Linked DNA regions of Mus musculus: regions 1 and 2 are each linked to region 3. Evidence: chromatin contacts called from public promoter capture Hi-C data. All regions are on one chromosome and are shown on one strand. Each heading gives the region's core, a stretch centred on a gene start, on an enhancer-like site or on the middle of the called end of the contact. The rest is flanking DNA. Distances are from core to core; before and after follow the strand shown. Region 1 holds the start of Nek11 (NIMA (never in mitosis gene a)-related expressed kinase 11). Region 2 holds the start of Cyb561d2 (cytochrome b-561 domain containing 2). Region 3 holds the start of Rpl29 (ribosomal protein L29).

Region 1 (3,235 bases), core at 3-2,502, 1.0 Mb after region 3:
AAACAAACAAAAAAAATCAATTGCTGGTCTTTTTGATGGCTATTCTTGGTTGTCAATCTGAGTATATCTAGAATCAATCAAGACCCAAACTGCAGGATACGCTGTTGAGGAACTTTGCTTGATTGGATTATTGGAGGTGGAAGACAGAACTTATATCTAGGCCACACCACCTCATGGCAGCCCATATAGAGATAAAGGAAGAAATCTGTTTTGTGAGGGTCAAGGCCAAAAGTCCTAAGCTATAAAAATGACAACCCAGCATAAGACACATAATGAGCCAATTTTTTTTTTCCTTATGGATAACTAGACCCTTGTTACAGGTCTTGAGTGTAGGGTACATTGGAGAGTAGTTTGAGCTAAGGAAAAACACAGCTTTATGCTTCTAGGATCCCAAGTATACAATTTCAACCTCAACTGGATTCTTACACCCCCTTACTAATGGCCTATCTGGCTAACAACTCATAGGATTAGTATTACTGGTTTCCCCCCTCGCCTCTGGCTTCAAATATCGCTTAGCACGATGCTATTGCCAGCCTTGCCCGTGTTTAAAATCGTGAAAGTTTTGCCAACCTTGGAATTTTTGCATTTTGATTTTTGTGGGGCTACCACATAAAAAAATGCATCCTCCTGAATTTTTTGCCTTTGGTATCAGCTTACATTATTGCACTTGATTTTTTATCTCACCTCAGATCCACCTCGGCCAACATCTCAACACTTTTTAATTCTGAATCGTCATGTCTTTCCCGGTTTGTCATGTGGTTTCTGCGAACTCACTGTAAACTAATGACTTGACCTTGAGCGAAGTAGCTCAAGGAATGCAAGCAAAGGGCAGGAAAAGGTAGGATCTAATTCCTCAACCACCAATCTTCCTACCTCAACCTGCTCCTGCCCTCCGGATCCGCCGGCTGCTTCCGCCCGACCGCCGGCTCACTTCACCAGCAGCAGCAGGTAGGATCCCGGGGAGAAACGGCAGACCCGCGGGTGCGTGGAAGACCGCGAGCGGAAACAGGAAGTGCTGCGAACGACGTCACTGGGAAGCCTGGCTCCGAGAAGCTGAGGGCTCTCCCTGGAGGAGAAAATGCTTTCGGGCCGGGTGGTGGGAACTTGGTGTGAGAGGTTGAGCCATTCCTCTCACACTTGCGGCCGCCTCCTCACCCTGCTCGCTTCGCCACGCCTCGAAGGGTCCGGCGCGCTTCCGTTGGATTGGACGCCGGAACGTCGACTTCCCAGCAGCCCCCGCGCCGTCTCCGTGGCGACGATGTTAAACAACCACGCCCTCCGAGGCAGCGAGCTCTAGGCTGACGGAGGCTTGGCCGGGCGCCGCAGGCTGGGGACCTGTAAAGGTAATGAAAGTGGATCTCTCGGGCAGCCGGGTCCCACAGCCCCTGGACCGCATTCCCCTTCGGGAGACTAAGCGCCCTGCTCCTCGATATACATTCACGCGCTCCGCGAAAAACTTAAGGTTTATTTGTTGAAGAGACAAGTTTTTTCGTTTTACCTCAGGGTTAGAGTTTACTTCTCAGGTCAGATTTAGTTAGCAGAACCTCAGGTCAAAACAGCTTCCTAGTTTTTTGGGTTTTTTGACATGGACATAAACCACTCAGTTCTTACCATCGGTAAACACTTGACTTTCTCTTTACCTGCCCCAGCGGGATGGGTACCCCAGGGATGGTTAGCACAAAGTGGGCGTCTCTCAGCTTTCTTCTAGTTCCTATTATGTTTTCTTTCCTTTACTTGTCTTTGGGTCACATTTGGTATGCTGGATCTTTCTTCGCTCTCCAAACGTTTGCTAACAACTGTATGTCAGCTGTTAGCTAGGCCCCAGGGATACAAGCATAACCTGTGTCCCTAGCACCCAAGTTCATCCTCTGCCCTAGGTTCAGATCCAGCCTGCAGTGTGTGTACATTCCATGGATACCAACTGAGATGAGGGCGACAGAGCTGATTCTGTGTGATGAGCCTGGAGAGGCTGCTCACACACTGCTGGGTTTATTACTCCATTACAAATAGAAGCTTTGGTCCTCCATCTTGAGTTCAGCTCTTTACTAAGTGGGGACTTTAATCGCCTCTCCACATTGAGAATTATTATTAGTGATCTGAAAGGCGACAGAGAGGCCATTTTTTTTTTTTGAACAGCCTAGTTTATCTAGAAATCACCACTTTTATGCCAGTCAAAGAAGCAAACAGAAGGTACCTTTTAGGACCTATTCTTTAGATTCTGCAGATTTTAGTAACGTTTCCTTGAGGAGAGGGGCATTGCTCTCACTGGGACTAGATCAAACCACAGATTAGTACATTATTTAAAGAAGACAAAATTACAAATAGGTTTTATGTTTTGCAGTTTTTTTTTTTCTGTTTGAGTGTCCTTGTAGGTTTTGTGGTAAATGTTGAGCCCACAGGTCAACACTATAACACTATTTTTTTCTCGTTGTTTTAGAATTGCTGAATATGAAAACCTAATGCCAAGGTGTACATAGTATTCAGCGTAAAGTCCTATTTTCATGTAGATTTTAAACAAAAGCACAGTTTTCAATAAAACATTCAACACTTTGATGGAATGGAGTAAGAGTGTGTTTTGTGGAATACTTTCTCATGGGACAGTTCTGCCATTCATAACATTTCATAGCTCCCTCAGGAACTGTGGCTTCACCTGTACTACACTTAGAGTCAGCTAGCTTTAAAACGCAGTCTTAGGTCTGAGGTGCATGTCCTTACTTCTAATCCAGGAGATAGCTCTGTACCCAGTGTGTACAATAGAAATGGAATCAGATCTTGCTTAAGATGGGGGGGGGGCACTGAATTGATATCCTTCCACATAGCTAGTCTAGCAAACAGACACCCCAAAACTGTGATTTAAAGTTGACATGGGCAAAAAGCAAAGGGAAGCAGAATATGCTAATCAGGGTTTAACCCCAATTTACTCTGTGCTGAGTCAAAGCAGACTGAGAGGGAGGAAAGCATCACCAGGGAGTTGGCCTATGTGTGCATTAGGGGAAGCCATGGCCCTGGGTTCGCATTGGTTTTTAAGTCGATGGGGAGTATAAATATCTAACAAAATATGAATCATAAAACAAATACACATTTCAGGAGTCAGTAAAAATGTGGCTCTAAACTATTGTGATAAAGTTGCATGTATAAGGAAGGCTCTTTTTCTATGAGAGAGTGCCTTCTGGAATTTACTGTATTTCCTTTCATCCTACAAAACACATGCACACACATACACACACACATACAC
Region 2 (3,614 bases), core at 1,096-3,595, 1.1 Mb before region 3:
CATCCTTTAGGTCTCCTCGGGCACGGCTCCGTAACAGGCATTAACCGGATCTTCACTCACAGCAGGTTCTGAATGGCGATGCGCACCAGGTTGAGTTCCACGTCTGCCTCAGCGGAGATCTTCTGGACATGGCGAAACCCGTCAATGTAGGGCAGGATCTGTACCGGGCAAGGCAGGGTCAGCAAGGGTCACCAAGGCGAAAGTTGTGGATAGCCCAAGGTGGGCATCTCCTAAGAGAGGGCTAGCATACCTGCTGTGTGGTAAGGTCCCACTGTGAGCTGAAGAAATCCTCCTTGTCCTTTGTAAAGACGGGCACATCATACTCCTGCGCAACAGGAGGGTCTGGCCGCTGCTCGATCACCTTCAAGTGGATGGTGTTGGATTCATCTGCAGGGGACCCCACCCACATCCTCAGCGTCATCTTTCCCAGGGAGCCCTCAATTACTATCTAAAATCTCCTAGCACTAACTGAGGTGGATCTCGGGAGGGTCATTAGTCCTTTTGTTGTTGTTGTTGTTGTTTGTTTTTCAAGACAGGGTTTCTCTGTGTAGCCCTGGCTGGCCTGGAACTTACTCTGTAGACCAGGCTGGCCTCGAACTCAGAAATCGGCCTGCCTCTGCCTCCCGAGTGCTGGGTTTAAAGGCGTGCGCCACCTCGCCTGGCCCCATTAGTCCTCTTTTATGGAGTGAGAAGCTGAGGTCCAGAGAGGGGGATGACAAGAAGAAGAGCTGAAGAGCTCTGCTGGCTGCTCCCCCAACCCCAGCCCCATTGTTCCCTGGACCCTCAGATGTCACTGTGTCAACCCATGGCTATTTCCTGCCCACCAGCTTATTCAAGAATCTTTGCCTCTGCCAGTGGCTGTGTCCTGCTACTTCCCCAACCTTCCCTTGTTCATCTGCCGTCCTGGCAGAGGCGGCCGTACCAATGGGCAGAGTGCAGCGGCCGGAGGCATTCAGCTCTTCCAGCAGGATGGTCATGATGGGCACCAGCTTCTGCTTGCTCTCCTCGTTGGATACAAAGCTGCTCTCAAGCTGGGGAAGACACAGACAGCACAGTGAGTGACCACACCTCAGGCTCCCTGCTGCAGCAACATGGAGCTAGCTGCTGGAGGCTGGGGATTCAAGACACAGGAACTCTCTCCCCACCTGTGCCCACCACGGACGCACCCACCCACCCACCCTGGCCCCATCTTGCTGCAGACCTCCAGCGTGGTCAAGTAGCCGGCCAGCTTTTTAACGATGGGTTCCAGGGCACAAGTCTTAGCCTGAGCGTCACACACAAAGCCCAGGTTGAAGAGGAGAGCATTGCGGCTGTACTTCTTGTGTTCAATGCACACGGGGCAGCCAATCAGCTTCTTCTCCATGGCTGTGCTGGAGAGGTAGAACAGAGTCAGCCTGCCCCGCCCCCACCCCCACCCCCAAGCCAGGCTGGGACCCCTCTCCTCCCACCCAACTAAAGCCTCACACAGTGATGAGCTTGTTCTGTAACTCGGGCTTGGTGATGATGTACACCTGGACCGTGTCAAACAGTTCTCGCGAGATGAAATCCTCAGGGACCTGGAGAAGGCAGCCATGAGAGAGAGCTCCCTCAGTGGACGTTGGGTCCGGGCAGATTTTTACAGCCCACCCAGGCACAAGTCCCTCTACCGTTTTCTTCCCTCATCCACCCAGTGGTCTACTTTGTGCTTCCAAACACATGCTATGTTTTGGCAAGCTCCCTTGGCTTTTGCGTTCACTATTCCCACTACCTGGAATACCCCTTTCTACCCTCACCTAACTTTTATATATCATTTGTCTTGGTCCAGTGTTTCTCTTGGGTCATCTAAACCTTCATGAGCCTTAGCACCTCCCCGAAACCTATAGCCTGATTCTGTTTGGGGGACAAAACTCCTCCCCCACACTAGAACCTGATTCAGTTTGGGGGACAAAACTCCTCCCCCACACTAGAAACCGGAGACCTGGGTCTGTGTACCCTCTCCATTCAATGGAAGAGACACGCGTGGATGAACCACAACCCCTCCAGGCGGCCAGCTGAGCTCCAGAGAGCATCCCTCCCCTCGCCTAGTCCGGGAGTGTGGAAGGCACCTGATAGGTAATTTTGGGTCCCAGCGTTGGGTGGAACTCGCTGAAGAATATACATTCGATGCGGCAGCTGCTGCCCATGGCGCTGTCTGGATCCAAGTCTGTAATCCCTGTTTTTCGTGTGGGGATCGCCTCTACGCCTTGGAATACCCTGTCAAAAAGAGAAAGAGGCCCGGGTAGGTCACACAGGTTTGTGAGCGCAAACCCAACGAGCCGTCAACTCAACAGCGCCTGCGCAGGGCGACTCAGGGGGCGTGGTTGCCGCTGGATGGGATGGGAGGGGGCTTGTCCCAGGAAGTCTCGGGTGGGTAGACATCGCACCCGGAAGTGAAGCTACTCCGTAACGGAGCGGTGGCGCGGCTGGCGGGGCCGAGGGTCCAGTTTATTTTGGAGGAAGTCACTGCGTAGAACCTGAGAAGCAGGTGAGGAGGGCAAAATTCTACGGTGGAGGTACAGCGTGTCAGGTGCACATGGGGAGGCAGTGTGCAAAGAAATTCACGCTTAGGTAGGGAAGCAGCTGGGAAATACAATTCCCGTAGTGCTCCACGCCTTCCGTTCCGGCTAACGATGACGTGCTGCATTCTGGGATTTGTAGTCTTCCTCCTCCCACTTGGAAGGTGCGATCGTTACCACTTCAAATACAGGTGTTTGACAGGTAGACTGCTAAGTTGGGACTGTTAGTGCCGGCACTACTCTGCTCCTGTCATAACTTCTCCGGGAAAAGGTGCCATTTCTGTCCTGAGTTACTGTCCCCAGTGAGGGGCGTGGACAGTGGGCACTCTTGCCAACGCCTACGATGCTTTCAGGCTGTGCAGCTATCGGCTGGGCTGACCATGGCCCTTTCTGTGGAGACGGAGTCGCATATCTACCGAGCTCTGCGCACTGCCTCTGGGGCTGCAGCCCACCTCGTGGCGTTAGGCTTTACCATCTTTGTTGCTGTGCTTGCCAGACCTGGCTCCAGTAAGTAGAATTCATAGTCCACTTATGGGAAGGGAAAAGCTACTTCTCTTGGGGAACAGGGGGCAGTAGGAAACGATGGGCGTAACTCCTGAGAACAGGATTGACTGGCTGAAGGATATTCTCTGTTGAACGTATTTAACGTCGTGGGAAGAGCAGACCAGTGTGGGGGCTCTGCCCGCCAGGGCAAGCTTTAAGTACATGGCTTCTCTTCCTTTGATTTGGCATTTCATTCCTGACTTGTGGGGATGCTGGAGGAAGGAGCCGCCAGAGGAGTGGCAGAGCGTGCTTTCTGTCCAGGGAAGAGAACAGGGGGTGGGTAAGATGAGCTTGTTACTGGAGGAGGCTCGCATTTTGACCCCTCCTTGGGTGATGGATGGGCTGTCCATCCCGGCTATAGAGCCTGGTATGCTGGTTTCTTTTTCCCTAGTTCCATGAGGCGCCCTCTTCTCATTCCAGGTCTGTTCTCCTGGCACCCCGTTCTTATGTCTCTGGCTGTAAGTAGTGGGTTTGGGTAGCTTTTAGGGGTAGAATGTGGGCGTTGTTGGTGGCTCTCAGAATCCTTGTAGGCATTTA
Region 3 (3,200 bases), core at 547-3,046:
GGCCTGAGGCTTCACCAGGGCCTTGATGGCCTCTGCGCGCGCACTCACTGCCTTTGCATTGTTGGCCTGCATCTTCTTCAGGCCTTTCTTGTTGTGCTTCTTGGCAAAGCGCATGTTCCTCAGGAACTTGGGGTCAACCTGGGAACAGAAAAGGTGTATGAGGTAGCATATAACAGGCCCGGTTCACTTCCTTAAGTCCCTGGTCACAAATATGTTACTGTAAAAACAACAGTAAGTTAACCTTAACCACAAAAAGGTTGGAGGGTGTGGGTGTGAACTTCTGGAAACCTAGCTGTTTCCTGAGACTTGTCTAGGGGCACCCCCCCACCTCAGCTGAGTGTCAGATACCAAGCCTAGTCCATCAGATTCACATCAGAGAGCGTGGTTGCAGGCAGCAAACAGACCTAGTACAGCCTCAGTTATCCCCAGTCTATTATCTGGGTGCAATCAAATGTACAGAACTAGAGTTGCGTTTAGACGCAGACCATGAGGTACCCAATATACAGAACGACTCCCTCCCTCCCTCAAGGCTCCACGGAGCAAGAGAAGCAGTTCTGTTCTCAGGAGATTACACCAGGGGCTGGGAAGGTCAAGGAAGGCTTTTCTGTTGAGTCTGACATGGGAGACAAGGAGAAGCTAGGCAACACAATCCCTAGAGCTCAGAGTTCGAAGCCAGCCTGGTCTACATAGTGAGTTCTAGAACAACCAGGACTACACAGAGAAATCCTAGCTCGAAACACACACGCTGGTGGTGGAGGAGACATGACTTACAAGAGGCCCTACCCTGTAGACCTGGAGCCAAGGGATAGTTTATGACCCACTGTCATCACTCACCCCCTTAAGAGATTCGTATCTTTGCGACCGGGGTTTCTTGATGCCATTTCTGTGCCATTTGCGGGCTGTAGGGTAACAAATATTTACAGGTCAAAAAAAAATGAGGTATCTTCCAATAAGACCACCTAACATCATGGTTGGCAGTCTTTTGAGAATACACTAAGGATGGGTGGAAAGCACTATGGGCTTTTTAAGCGGATTCCTGGCTCCCAAATTTGTAATCTCCAAAGTAGCTAAACACACAATCATCTTCAAGGCTCACCTGAAGGGTGACCTGCCCTCCCTCCAGCTCTGATCTAGCAACCCTAACCCAATCCTCGCTGGGGTACAGTCGCCAGCCGGAGCCCAAGGAACTTACACTGGTTGTGTGTGGTGTGGTTCTTGGACTTGGCCATGTCTGCACCTGCAAGAAAGCCACGAGATCAGTTCTGGGCTTCCCCAGACCGGCACACCTCTGCCGCCCTGAGCTGGGGTAACATGAAGAAACCAGAGGCTGCAGCAGACGCTTCCGATTTACGACACCCGCCAGCCTGGCAACACTCACAAAACGCGACCCCACCTCTCAAACGCGAGCAAGGAGGTCGGTCCTGAGACTGAGCTTGCCGGCCCCGGGGCGGCTTTCCCCGCCATCCGTTCCTTGAGGACGACCGGGAACCACCCCCGCCCGGCAATCTCGATGCCCCATAGCCAAGCAGCTGCCCGCCCTGTCCTTCCTGCCACCCGTGTCGCCTGCCTCGCGACCCGCCGCCGCCCTGTAGTCACGGATGTCATCGGATGCCGTAAGGCCAACACTCACGGTAACCCGCGGCTCCCGCAGCGCCGGAGACCGGAAGAGAAAGAGAAAGGCCCGCAGTGCAGCACGGGAAATAGGGCCGACACCGCCGGAAAGTCCAACGGAAAAGCTTCCCTCACTGCTGGCGGAGAAAAAAGGTTCCAAGGCCGGAAAGAGTTGAAGCCTAGAAAGGGGAGGGGTTAGAGCCTGGCCACGCCCTCTTAGCGTCACAGATTTCTTTCTTTGCTTAACCCCTCCCCGCTATTTTTTGAGCGGGTCTTTCTTGCTGTGTAGCCTAGACTGGGTTATAACTGTTCATCCTCCAACAGCAGGCTTTTGCTACTGGGGTTAAGAGCGTGGTGTTAGCATGGACCACGACGGCGGCCAGCCCGTGTTTGCTTCCTTCTCTTCCTCCAGTGCCTACTTTGCTCTTGGGCTAGACTTCCAAAGACTCTGAAAGCCGAGGGGGCCTTTGAGGGATGAATGTTAATGGAGCGAAGAATCTGTGTTCTTAAACAGCTCACCGGGCTCCTGTGTGGAATGCACTGGAGAGGGCAGAGGAGAGGAGAAGAGCTATGAGACTCATGCAGACTGCCACACAAGGGCGCTGGCTGCCTGAAGACAGTGAAGAATGTACTAGGGAAAAGAATAGACTGGATTTAGGGTGCCGAAAATTAGAGAGAGAAAAGCGGCAACGATAGTCCAAGTCTACTCCAACAGCCTGGGCTGGTTCCCCAGAGTGGCAGTTTCGTGGTTTCTTTTTTTTTTTTTTTTTAAGATTTATTTATTTATTATATGTAAGTACAGTGTTGTTGTCTTCAGACACTCCAGAAGAGGGAGTCAGATCTCCTTACGGATGATTGTGAGCCATCATGTGGTTGCTAGGATTTGAACTCAGGACCTTCGGAAGAGCAGTTGGGTGCTCTTTTTTTTTTAAGATTTATTTATTTATTTATTTATTTATTTATTTATTTATTTATTTATTTGTTTATTATATGTAAGTACACTGTAGCTGTCTTCAGACACTCCAGAAGAGGGCGTCAGATCTTGTTACAGATGGTTGTGAGCCACCATGTGGTTGCTGGGATTTGAACTCTGGACCTTCGGAAGAGCAGTCGGGTGCTCTTACCTGCTGAGCCATCTCACCAGCCCCAGTTGGGTGCTCTTACCTGCTGAGCCATCTCACCAGCCCTCGTGGTTTCTTTTCACATATATTAGATGTGAGATGATGCTAGAGAGGTGAAAACAGGCCTGTAATCACAGCTACTGGCTGAAGAATTGTAAGTCTGAGATGCCTGAGTAATTCAGGTAGACCTTGTCTCCGAAAAGCTTTTTTTGTTGTTGTTTCAAGATAGGGTTTTTCTCTGTGTAGCCCTGATTGTCCTGGGACTCACTCTGTAGACCAGGCTGGCCGCAAACTCAGAAATCCCCCTGCCTCTGCCTCCCAAGTGCTGGGATTAAAGGCGTGTACCACCACTGCCCAGCTCCAAAAAACTTTTATAATGTCAGGATATCCCAGCACTCACGAGGCAGAGGCAGGCAAGCCTCTGTGATTTTAGTTTATGTAGTGAGTTCTAGGACAGCCAGGGTTATG

Evidence for each region. Promoter capture Hi-C pulls out the DNA fragments that hold promoters and counts their contacts.
Region 1: a promoter capture Hi-C map of pre-B cells shows a contact between it and region 3, with 4 times the contacts expected there. The contact joins the promoter of Nek11 here to the promoter of Rpl29 in region 3. A contact is called at or near these places in 4 of 39 promoter capture datasets (3T3-L1-derived adipocytes, cranial neural crest, hippocampal neurons and 1 more) and 1 of 115 datasets of contacts at active chromatin or transcription factors (embryonic stem cells).
Region 2: a contact with region 3 is called in a promoter capture Hi-C map of pre-B cells, with 7 times the contacts expected there. The contact joins the promoter of Cyb561d2 here to the promoter of Rpl29 in region 3. A contact is called at or near these places in 7 of 39 promoter capture datasets (the C10 cell line, cranial neural crest, embryonic stem cells and 4 more), 1 of 484 Hi-C or Micro-C datasets (muscle stem cells), 3 of 115 datasets of contacts at active chromatin or transcription factors (craniofacial prominence, embryonic forebrain and pro-B cells) and 1 of 9 other capture datasets (liver).

The regions. Positions count from the first base shown.
Region 1 is chr9:105,393,304-105,396,538 of GRCm38.p6, reverse strand. Nek11 (NIMA (never in mitosis gene a)-related expressed kinase 11) reads left to right here and starts at 1,252. Exons shown (of 16, transcript NM_172461.3): 1 at 1,252-1,343. Aste1 (asteroid homolog 1) reads right to left here and starts at 1,177. Exons shown (of 5, transcript NM_025651.5): 1 at 874-1,177.
Region 2 is chr9:107,540,924-107,544,537 of GRCm38.p6, reverse strand. It overlaps Cyb561d2 (cytochrome b-561 domain containing 2), which reads left to right and starts at 2,345. Exons shown (of 4, transcript NM_001357289.1): 1 at 2,345-2,503; 2 at 2,888-3,041; 3 at 3,498-3,535. The coding sequence starts at 2,915. Nprl2 (NPR2 like, GATOR1 complex subunit) reads right to left here and starts at 2,329. Exons shown (of 11, transcript NM_018879.2): 1 at 2,085-2,329; 2 at 1,465-1,556; 3 at 1,202-1,370; 4 at 923-1,031; 5 at 251-387; 6 at 61-158. The coding sequence starts at 2,162.
Region 3 is chr9:106,428,007-106,431,206 of GRCm38.p6, reverse strand. Rpl29 (ribosomal protein L29) reads right to left here and starts at 1,796. Exons shown (of 3, transcript NM_001324534.1): 1 at 1,193-1,796; 2 at 835-899; 3 at 1-138. The coding sequence starts at 1,229.